Regions from separate parts of the Mus musculus genome. Here region 1 is linked to region 2. The links are chromatin contacts, called in public Hi-C maps. All regions are on one chromosome and are shown on one strand. Each heading gives the region's core, a stretch centred on a gene start, on an enhancer-like site or on the middle of the called end of the contact. The rest is flanking DNA. Distances are from core to core; before and after follow the strand shown.

Region 1 (5,788 bases), core at 3,180-5,679, 110 kb after region 2:
ACCATCTTATTGCTGCAGAGAACATGCTACTAATGCAAGCTTCAAAATGTCAGTAGCTTTGACTGTCAGGGACTACACATTTGAAATTTCCATGTACTTTGCAGAATAGATGGTTTCTTGGATTTTATGTGAATTTATTGTGAGGATTTTTGTATGCATTCATTTAAAATGTTGACTGGGTTTTGAGTTAATAGATATACACACACCCTTTGACTGAAACCATGTTGAAGATATCTTCATGAAGTTTGTATATTTGTCTATGTATGCATCCCAGGAAAACATTAATGAGGAAGGGTCTGCAGAGCACGTGACCTTGATCAACTTTCTCCTTTCTGGTCTTGCAGAACACATAATCTCCTAAGTCAGTTTTCTTCCTGGGTTTGGTGAAAGAGCCATCCAAAGAAGGAAGGCTTGAATGTCTCCGGGAGAACCTGCCTTTCTCTGCATCTGTTTTTGTAGAGAGGAGGCAGTGACAGTGCCCAGAAGTCTTTGAGGTTTTCATCCCGGAAGCAGGAGCATCCTGGAACTGTGCAGTGACTGTCACAGAGCCCCAATCTTCTGAGACCCAGACCAACTCCAGCTTCTTCTAGGAAATTCTCTGGACTCTTGCAGCCCACTTCCACATCTCCTTTCTTCCCCTTGCTCCTGTGGAAATCACTGTCCACGGCCCCGTTAGGTGGCGTCTCCTGCTGTCTTCTCAGCACATGCTCTCTGGAGTTGGATTCCTGACTTAGATTTCTTCAGCTGCCGCAGGGGTTAGGCTCACAGGGTTGGCTTTGGTCATGCACTCCTTTCCCATGGCTGGACCCAGTTCCCAGCACCTGTGGCTTGTCAGGAGGTTGAGGTTGAGTTGGTGCTAAATCAGCTGTGAAGATTAGCAACGACTTGGGCAGTGAGAGCCAGGCCTCTGACTTAGTTTGATATGCTTAGTGACTGATGTGTTGTGAAGCACAAAGAAAATCGGCCTGTGTTTTATTTTAGTGCTGAAGTACCAGGTAAAATATGCGTTAATGCTACATTAACACAACCCTAGTGTTTCATTTAAAAATGCGTAGGATTTAAGAAAATCAAGTGGTTCAAATATTTAACTTTTTGACATACCTCAGAATGGTAATTAAAAACCCAAGTTAATAAAAAATATAATTTTGAACATTAATTATTCTTCCTGGGTAGGTTAGTAGACAAAATTTAAATATTATTTCTAAAGAAAATTTACCAAGATGTCCCACATTAACTGAGTTTATTAAATATAAAATAGATTTATTTTTTTTAAAGATTTATTTATTTATTATATGTAAAGTACACTGTAGCTGTCTTCAGACACTCCAGAAGAGGGAGTCAGATCTCATTACAGATGGTTGTGAGTCACCATGTGGTTGCTGGGATTTGAACTCTGGACCTTCGGAAGAGCAGTCAGGTACTCTTAGCAACTGAGCCATCTCACCAGCCCCCTAAAATAGATTTATTATTTATTAATAAATAAATATTAGATCTTTCTGTTTAAGGTGTTTTCCCTGTATGAGCTGACGCTAGGAGGAGAAGCCAAGGGACCACTAAGCTGCTGCCCTTCCTCTAGTCAGACATTGCTAGACTCCCCTGTGCTATGCTAACTTTGAGGACTTGAGGCCAGTGGGCTGACTGTAGTCTTTAGTTGCTAGTAATCTGCGTTTTTTTTCCTCCAAAACAGGATTTCCTGCTTGTCTTGATGCCCTTCAGTTTCATCTGTTGAGAAAGTCTTTGAGCTCTGTTGAGACTTAATCTTCAGGCAGAAGCTTTGCCCTATTGGCTGCTTTTCTTCCTCCTGAGGATTATGCAGGGAGGTCAGGCTTCTAAAAGAGGACACTGCAGGTGAGCCTGCCAGCTTGTCCAGGCTTTCAGAGTGCACTGTATCACGCCATGGGAGGAGGGGGTGGGGGTACTGGAGGTCAAGGGCAGGGGCTGGCACATGCTGCCCAAGTGCTCTCCTGCTGAGCCTTACCCCCCAAACCCAAGCTTTCCTTAAAAAGATGTCTTCTATCTGCCCCCACACCCTTAATGGCCCCATCACTAGGATTTGGATCTGTGTATGTCAGCTTGTATATACATGTGATTTGGGAACAAAAGCTTCAAAACACAGCACTCTTTCTGTAAACAAGTCAAAGTTTGCTACTCTTTGATTTCATTATCATAGCTACCCTTTCTGAAGCTCTTTTGTTGAGCTATAACAGAAATGTGCACATACTGTCCTTTCCCAGTGACTTTTCATAAATTAAGCACATCCCGCAGCAGCCGCAGATCAGACAGAACATTTCCAGTCCCTGGGGAGGCTCCCGTGGGGAGGCTTCTGTGTGGTGTCTTCTGTTCACTGACCTCTCCCGTGGGAGCCACCAACCTACTTTCTGGCAGTGTGTGTGTGTGTGTGTGTGTGTGTGTGTTGTAAAACCCAGTAAATTAATTTCAAGACCCAGTGGGTCTCAACTTGCTACTTGGAAAAAATATAGCCATGTTTTGTCTAATTATTCTTTTTTCTTTTTTTTTTTTTCTGAGACAGGATTTCTCTGTATAGCCCTGACTGTCCTGGAACTCACTCTGTAGACCAGGCTGGCCTCGAACTCAGAAATCCTCCTGCCTCTTCCTCCCAAGTGCTGGGATTAAAGGCATACGAGACTGCCCGGCTCGTCTAATTATTCTTGAAGTAGGAATTTTCTTCTTTTGTAGATGAAAAAGATGAAGTCCAAGATGACTTGATTTCCCCCAGGATCCCATGGCTTGTGCTGTGTTTCTTTTCCCTGAGCTGAGGAGTGTCTTGTTTCGAAGGTCAGTGGTAGCTGTTTCTGTTTCATGCTCAGCCTTTCCCTCTTAATGTGCTCCGGGAATGGATGCTCATTATGAAGACAGCTCAGTGGATTGCCGGTATTAGCACTCTGAACATGAGTCAGATGCAGCTGATGGTTGCTTTGATGGTGTCTTGGGAGTTTTCTTGGCATTAGTCCTCTGGTCTCAGGGTAGAAAGAACCTGCAGGGACATGGACAGCCTGGGCTGTCACCATGCAGGACAAGCTCAGTGCCTCTCATGTCTCTCTGGTGTGGCTCATTGAGAGATCCTGTCTCGGGGCCTTAGCCTTCTTTCTGGACAGTCTATCCCGTCATCCTTACATTCTGATTGAGAGGCCGATTCTTTGAACCAACACCTCTTGGAGTTGCTGAGGCCGTGCCCCACAGTCTGTACCTAGAAATTCCTGCTTGAGTATGCGCCGAGGGACTCAGTCAGGCCGGAAATGTTTGCTAACTTTGTCAGTGCTTCGCTGAGACTTAGTTCCAAGAACCTTGAGTTTTCAGGTTCTTCCCCCATGGTAGAATGACCTGGTTGGCAAGGCTGTCAGACATGGGGCATAGCAGTGAGTAAAACAAGCTCCTTCCAACATAGAGTCCATTGTCTGTCTGTCTTTCTTTCTTTCTTTCTTTCTTTCTTTCTTTCTTTCTTTCTTTCTTTCTTTCTTTCTTAGGTTTTTCGAGACAGGCTTTCTCTGTGTATCCCTGGCTGTCCTGGAACTTACTCTGTAGACCAGGCTGGCCTTGAACTCAGAAATCTGCCTGCCTCTGCCTTCCAAGGGCTGGGATTAAAGGTGTGCGCCACCACTGCCCGGCTAGAGTTCATTTTCTGTTGAAGCGTGCAGATGAAGGCTTATTGTCAAGAGCTAATGAAGTTATACAGGATAAAGCAGGTTGTTGTTTTGAGGCTGGGTCTCTCTATGTTGCCCATTCTGTTGGAAAACCCAAGCTCACATGCTCCTCCCACATCTGACTCCTCCCAGGTAGCTGGGACTACAGGTAACATGCTGCCAGGCCTGCCTCCGTCTGTCTTTGTCTTTTCTTCCTTTTCTGTTCTGTTCGTGACAGTCTCACTGTGTAGTCAAGGCTGGCCTCACATTCTTCCTGCCTCAGCCTTTAGTGCTGAGACTTACAGGTGTGTGGCCACCACGCCTGGACTAACTAGCTGTTTCTTACCACAAGGGTAGCATTTTCAAGTGTTAGCTGTTCCCGGGGCTTTCCAGTGTGTAGTCTAGTTTGACTGAGATGTGGACATGTTTCTGAACCTGTCTGAGAAACAAGTGGAAATGTACCTAGACCTGTTAATTCTGTAGTGCTGGGTGGGAGCACTGGGAACTCTAAAAGGCTTTGTGTTTATTCTTTGTTCCTGGCTGTGCATTAGCTGATGTTCAGAAGTGCATCTCAGTACTTTATTTCTGTTGTCTTCTTAACTGGGACTGTTGTCAAACTGTCTTCTAGATATTTATGTTTATGTCAGTTGTCTTAGTTACTTTTCTGTTGCTGTGCCAAAGTACCATGACCAAAGTTGTTTATTACTGAGCCCGCTTAGATGGCTGGGAGGAAGTGATGAGTCGAGAAAGGAGGGAAGCAGGGGGTTGAGTCAATCAAGAGCCAGGCGAGCACACGGTGACCTCTCAGTCACTTTCCAGGAACCTGGCTGGGGTATGTGGTCGGTCATCAGTGCCGCATCCTTTGCCAATGCCCTTTACTCCCTTGAAATAGTTTGGAGATAGTTGATAGTCAAATAGGGTTGTTTTTTGTTTTGTTTTGTTTTTTAAAGTTTATTTATTTTATGTGTATGAGTACACTGTAGCTGTCTTCAGACACACCAGAAGAGGGCATCAGATCTCATTACAGATGGTTGTGAGCCACCATGTGGTTGCTGGCAAATGAATTCAGGAGCTCTAGAAGAGCAGTCAGTGCTCTTACCTACTGAGCAGTCTCTCTCCAGCCCATCAATTAGGTTTTTAAAAGCTGAATCTACGCCCCGCCCTCCCCACCCTTAATCTTTCCTTTCAGTGCTGTTACTGGTGAGGGAGCCTGTAATGAATTCCGTCTTGGAAAGCCCAGTGCTCTTTCTGTAGATCTCAGTATTGATTTGAGACTTTCGGCAGGCAGGGTATGCTAGGGTGGGGGTGCCTCTGCTAGGTCTCAGAAATGATACCCCAGTGTGTGGCACCTTGGCATATGGAGCGTTTCTAAGTCAGAAACAACGGGGTTTGGTGCTTCTCTTCCAGGGCCGCTCTGAGCACCTAACTCTGCTGATGCCTGGAGGGACTTGAACGCTGCTCTACCGCACAGTTGCCAGCAGAGTTGCGTCTGTAACTTTCTTCTCTCAGACTCCCTCCCCAGCAGCCAGCTGCTGAGCCACATCCCAGGAAGGAGCATTTGACTCCACGCAGGGTAGACGTGGTGGATTAGCACTGACTCTCTGGGCCCTCAAAATTGTCAGCTTGTTCATGAAGAGTGTAGATAAGATTCTGTTTTCTGAGTTCTTGAAGTTCACTGGCCTGTGAGTACCCCTCTCTCTGGAGCTAAAATCTGTGTGCCCCTTCTTGTTAATCTTTATAGGGCAAAGAGAAAGTTCACTTTGCTTCTGTAGTTCCCAGCTCACAGTAAATTCATCTTTGACCTTTTCTTTAGACACACAAACTTGTCAAATGGGATTAGTATTGAAAAGCAGTAGAAGTATTTCTTTGTTCTTCCTCACAATACCCGCCCCACCCCACACGCATGCAATACACGTGCAGGCTTTATCTTTTTGTCCTGTAAGAACTCAGTTCAACCTACTGGGCTCTCTCATCAAGATCGACACAGGGCTCCTGACATCTCTTAAGCACCCTCTAGCAGTTTCTCCCCTCTGTACTTGTCTCCATAAGTGGGGGGGGGGGGGGGCGTTGATTACGCTGGCAGCTGGCCAGAAGGCTTGCTTAAGATGGCAAGGTTGTATTCAGCACTAAGGTTACGCTTAGGTTAA
Region 2 (5,911 bases), core at 499-2,998:
GCTGACCCTGTGATTTTCTCCCAGTGTGGGAAACAGGAATACACAATTTGTGGCAGTGGGGCAGACTCCCTTGAGGCATGACAGACAGAAGGGCCACCCTGTTGATTCCAGGATGACAAGAATGCTGTTTTCCTGTCTTGAATCGCCAATGTGACTTTCACTGCTTCAGACTAAAGAGGCAAGAACTGATCATCTCAGTAGATTCAAAGGAGACAATCAAAAAGTATCCTATCAGGCTTTTGTGGGTGCATCTAGTCTCTGTGTGGTCCCCTAGAAGCCGACCCTAAGACGAGGCTCAAGCACTAACAGGTAAAATGGGTGGTATGTTTGCCAGGTGAAGCACCCATCTTGGGGGATGAGGAGGTAAGACAGGAAAGAGATGCTGCCCAGAGGAGTGGGTTTCAGCCCCCACAGGGATTTCTGAGAAACTGCAAAGTACATACCTGCCATTTATCCTATCTGACAAGAGTGGGAGGTGAGGGTTAGACAATTCTAGCTCCCAAGAGACATGGGTGGCTTAGAATGGAGCTTGGGGCTATCAACTCCTCAACACATTCAGCCTTTGTCCCTGGGCAAATCTATAGGTTGTTTGAAAGGCATAGGGAAAACCACAGCCCATAGAAGATGATGCCAGCAATTTTTTTTTTTTTTTTTGAGACAGGATCTTTCTAAGTAGTCTTGGCTATCCTGAAGCTCATTATGTATACTAGGCTGGCCTAGAACTCACAAAGTCCTCCTGCCTCTGCCTCCCAAGTGCTAGGACTAAAGGTGTGCGCCACCATACCTGGCCAATGCTAACATTTTAATAGATGCTTGGCACCAGAAAGGTCTGAGGTGACTGGGGCCAGAGAGCATTTGCCACACCTCACATGCCAGTAATAGAATGGCCTTTACTTGCGTTTCATTATTCTCAAATGGGCTCTTTAAAATTAATTTATTATTGTGTATGGGATGCAGATAAGTGCTTGCCATGTGCACACATGGAGATCAGAGGTCACCTCTCGGGATTCGGTGCTCTCCTTCCACTGTGAGAACTAGGCACTAGATTGTCGGGTTTGCACAGCGTCTCTCCCCACTCATTCTCACTGAAGAAATGTCAGCCTCTTTCTTGAAGAGACGGGGTTACCTTCTTGCAGTACTTTTATTCCTGATAAAGAGTAGTTGGTGAAAAGGAAGACAAGTGAAGATCTGGAGAAGAAGCAACAGACAAGCTTGCCACAGTTTGCAGGCCTTGTGGTTGCCACAGAAAGGTCAGAACTGCGAGGCCTATCAGTTAGCTAATGCTGGGTAAGAAGTAATCCCAATGTAAGCAACTGCAAACAAACATTTACTGCACTTTCTGAAAGTGAGGATCACAGGGTGGCAGGGTTGCCAAGGCTCCCAGGAAGCTGAAGGCAAGTTATTGAGAAGGCAGCCATCGTGTGCCAGGAGGGGGGCCCACTTGCATTCCTGCTCCTGTGGCTCTTGCCTGGCTTTGGTTCTTCACATGGGCCTACGCATATACATTTTTATGCCTTGTGGCATTATGACAGAAGGTCTCCCTGGAGAGAGAGCTAAGAAAGTGAAGAGATAGGAGGGGGTCATGCCTTGGGGTAGAACAGTAGACTGGCATGCCTGAGTCCCTCTAGGTTTAATCACCACCATTTAAAACGGGAAGAGAAACAGAAACTGCAGTCTGGGTTCACAGTTTCCAAGGTCTCAGTCCACGGTCACTCACTTGGTTCTGCTTTTTCTGGACCTATGACAAGGCAGGATGACACAGAGTGTGGGCGCGGATGGGAGGAAGATGCTGGGGCAGAGCTGCGCATGACATGGAAGCAGAAAATAAAAGAGAAAGAGCCGAGGGTTTAATATTTTTCAAGAACACGTTTCAGTGACCTAACTTCCTTCCCCCTTGAGAGTACAAGACAGCAGGGGTAGAGTGAGCCTCTTTCTCAAGAATTCAGCACAGGGAATACAGTTAGCAGTAGAGTGCTTGCCTAGGCATGATTGAGGTGCTGAGTCAAAACCCAAACATTTGTTCCTTACTTTGGCTTTAAAAACCTCCCCTGCTTCCACCTTATTTTATTTTACTGTTCCGTAGCAATGCTCTGCCTTCCTCAAATGCACGATCTCTGGGTGGAGGCACACATGTATGAGGAGTGGACTCATGGTAAATAGGATGGGATGCTAAGCTTTCCAGGAAGCGAAAATGCATCAAAAAGTGCCAGGAAGCAGAGGCAGGGGGAATCTCTGTGGGTTTGAGGCCAGCCAGGGATGCAGGGTGAGACCATGCCTCAAAATAAAACCACCACCAACAAAAATCTAGATGAAAATATTGAAATATCTTTACACGTTTTAACTGGGGGGGGGGGGGGGAATCGTAATCATTGTCGTTGGGTGTAGTACCTCATATCTGTAGTGGCAGCACTGGAAGCCAGAGGCAGGGAGAGCTACGAGAGTCTGAGACCAGTCTGGCCTGCATAATGGAGCAACTCTGTCTCAAAAGACCAAAAATAACAAAACCAAAAAAAGATTCGTCATTGTCTATTCACGTACATTGACTGAAAACTCTTGCACAGCCAAGGAAAGTGGAAAGTTACAGATCAGGAAATTTTTTGGTTTTCTAAGACAGAGTCTATCTGTAAATCCTGGCTGTCCTGGAAGTCACTCTGTAGAACAGGCTGGCCTCAAACTCACAGAGACCCACCTGCCTCCATCTCAGGAGTTCTGGGATGAAAGTCATGTGCTGCTGGGCGTGGTGGCGCACGCCTTTAATCCCAGCACTCGGGAGGCAGAGGCAGGCAGATTTCTGAGTTCGAGGCCAGCCTGGTGTACAAAGTGAGCTCCAGGACAGCCAGGGCTATACAGAGAAACCCTGTTTCGAAAAACCAAAAAAAAAAAAAAAAAAAAAAAGTCATGTGCTAACACACCTGGCCCCATGTAAAATATTTTATACATGTGGAAGATGCCTGTGATCCTAGTACCTGGGATGTTGAGAGAGAAGAAACTTAAATGTAAGGCTTAACTTGGATTACATAGTGAGACCTTGTCTCAAAAGCCAAAACAAATTCACAGTGAGATAGTATCTTTTGCCCATCAATCACTAAGTTCTTATTGATTAATAGTCTATTTTTTGTTTGTTTTGTTTTGTTTTTGTTTTTTCTTTTGAGACAGGGCTTCTCCAGAAAGCCCTGGCTGTCCTTGAACTCACTGTGTGGACCAAGCTGCCCCTGCTTCCCAAGTGCTAGGATTAAAGGCATGCACCACCACTGCCACCCCACAACCCTACTACCCCACCACCCCACCCTGGCAAGTTCTTTTTCTCACATAAGAAACCTTTGAGAGCCGGGCGGTGGTGGCGCACGCCTTTAATCCCAGCACTCGGGAGGCAGAGGCAGGCGGATCTCTGAGTTCGAGGCCAGCCTGGTCTACAGAGTGAGTTCCAGGACAGCCAGGACTATACAGAGAAACCCTGTCTCGAAAAACCAAAAAAAAAAAAAAAAAAAAAAAAAAAAAGAAAGAAACCTTTGAGGAGCTGGGCATGGTGGCACACGTATTTAATCCCAGCAGTTCAGAGACAGAGACGGGCTGATCTCTGTGAGTTTGAGGCCAAAGTGAGTTCAGGACAGCCCAGGCTACTAAACAGATAAACCCTGTCTTGAGAAACAAAACAAACAACAACCACAAAATTTACAGACCAATTTTTACTCAGTTACACATTAAAAATATTCCTCTAGATGTGGTGGGGCACACATGTAATCCCAGCACTCAGGAAGCAGAGGCAGGTGGATCTCTGCAAATTCAAGGCCAGCCTGACTTTTATAGTGAGTTCTGGGCCAGCCAGACATACACAGTGAGATTCTGTCTAAACAAAGAACATTTCTTGCTGTATCATGAAGCACATGAGGTCCCATTGCCACAAGTTAAAGGCCAGTCTGAACTACATAATGAGTTCACTGCCATGCTAAGCTACAGCATAAAAAAATTGTTTCAAGAGAACCCAAGAAGTACCAGGCAAGAAACCTGGAGGATGAGGTGGGCCAGAGAGCTGATTTTGCGCTTAAGAGTATTTATTGCTCTTCCAGAGGACTTGAGTTCAATCGCCGTCACCCATATAAGGAGGGTTATGACCATCTGTAACTCCAGGTCCAGGGGATCCCATCTCTTCTGGCCTCCCTGGGCACTAGGCATATATGTGGTGGCATGTACATATGTGGATACATAACTTATTTACACACATAAAATAATAAGTTATATCTAAAATAAAATGTTTTTAATAGACAAGGAAATTATGGAGGCATGAACAGGAACAGTGCCATCCATCATCCTGGAGTCTGGTCGGAGCCTCTGCCAGCTGAGGAGGAAGAAGTGCAGCAAAAGGAACGTTTGTACTGACGTTCGCCCATTCGAGGTTAATCTTCTTTTTCTGTATAGATATTTTATATCAGAATAGCAATGACCCAGGTTAAGGCGACTGAACTTGACCTTGGTTTGTTAGGACTTTGTTCCTTTCCCCAGACATTGCCCTGGGAATCTCAAGCAAAACTGCTTATGCAATAAAGATAACCTGGCTTCCTGATCCCTTTCTCCTTACCGATTATAACCCTATGAACCCTATCAGTTGTCACGGGAACCATCCAGTGATAAGCCGTTATTCGACAGTTCTGAAAACAGTACCATTAACAGTGAGTGCACAGGCCTTCTTCTTGGGTTTATTCCAAGCTCCCCTATTTTCTCTGATGCTGTAACTGGGAGTTGGCCATCATCTCTCTCTCTCAGTGTTTGTTGTTCGTCTATAGAAAGGCTATTGATTTGAGCATTGATTTAATACCCTATCACATTGCTGAAATTGTTGATGGGTTCTAGAAGTTTCCTGGTGGAGTTTTTGGGATCTCTGAGGTGTACTATCAGATCCTCTGTGAAGACTTCTTTTCCCATTCACATCACTTCACTTCCCTTCTCCTGCCATATAGCTCTAGCTAGTGCCTCCTGGGCTATACTGAAAGGAGTGGGGATGGTGAGCAACCCTGTCTCATTCCTGATTTCAGTGGATGCTTCACGTTTTTCTCCATTTAGGATGATGTTGATTGGATCTATCACATATGACCTTTGCCGTGTTTCCATGTGTTCCCTCCAGTCCTACTGCCTCCAGGACTTTTATCATGAAAGCATGTTGGATTTTTTTTTCCCAGAGGCCTTTTCTAAATCTATTGAGATGGTCATGTGATTTTTGTCTTCAGTTATGTTAATGTTATTTATTACGCTTATTGACTTATGTGTATTGAACTAACCCTGCATTTCCCAGTAAAGCCAACTTAAAAATTGTGTAATGTATCTGTCTATATTCAGTATGCTGGTATATTATTAAGGATTTTTGCATCTAAGTTCATCAGGAATATTGGTCTATAGTTTAGGGGTTTTTTTGTTGTACATTTACCTGATTGTGGTGTTTGCAAGCTGCCAAGGCATGGAATCAATTAACAATCCTACCCAGCTGCAACACTTATAAACTACAAGGACCAGCATGGCAAGGTATTTGGGAGGGGGCCGTAAGTGACACTCACATGTTGTTGGTAACAAAAATCTATCTAATTAGACTTAAGCACAGTCAACAGGAGAGAAGTCATGAAACCTCGCACTAGAAACCTAGCCACACTTCCTGGAGCTAGTGATGTCGTGGATCTTAGAAGATAACGTACTACCACTACTTTGCCACACCAGTGAAAGTCCTTGCTACATTCTAAATCATATCCTAAATCCACAGATAAATAGCTACCACCCCTCATAAAAGAAATCTTGTCTCATAAAGAGAGAGAGAGAGAAAGAAAGAAATAGAGGAAGAGAAGAGAAGAGGAGAGGAGAGGAGAGGAGAGGAGAGAAGAGGAGAGGAGAGGAGAGGAGAGGAGAGGAGAGGAGAGGAGAGGAGAGG

The links. Hi-C and Micro-C count contacts between places; a contact is called where the count stands out from the background.
Region 1: a Hi-C map of the HPC-7 cell line shows a contact between it and region 2, with 23 times the contacts expected there. The contact joins two enhancer-like sites. A contact is called at or near these places in 14 of 484 Hi-C or Micro-C datasets (the F1.1 cell line, the G1E-ER4 cell line, the HPC-7 cell line and 3 more).

What each region holds. Positions count from the first base shown.
Region 1 is chr2:132,277,847-132,283,634 of GRCm38.p6, forward strand. All of the region lies in intron 1 of Cds2 (CDP-diacylglycerol synthase (phosphatidate cytidylyltransferase) 2), which reads left to right. Among named protein-coding and RNA genes, the nearest start is that of Gm46766, 17 kb to the left of the region's middle. Within about 2 kb of position 4,430, at least 98 of the 459 cell types and tissues checked have an H3K27ac peak or open chromatin away from gene starts, as enhancers often do.
Region 2 is chr2:132,167,558-132,173,468 of GRCm38.p6, forward strand. All of the region lies in intron 2 of Gm14051 (a long non-coding RNA gene), which reads left to right. Among named protein-coding and RNA genes, the nearest start is that of Slc23a2, 25 kb to the left of the region's middle. Within about 2 kb of position 1,749, at least 39 of the 459 cell types and tissues checked have an H3K27ac peak or open chromatin away from gene starts, as enhancers often do.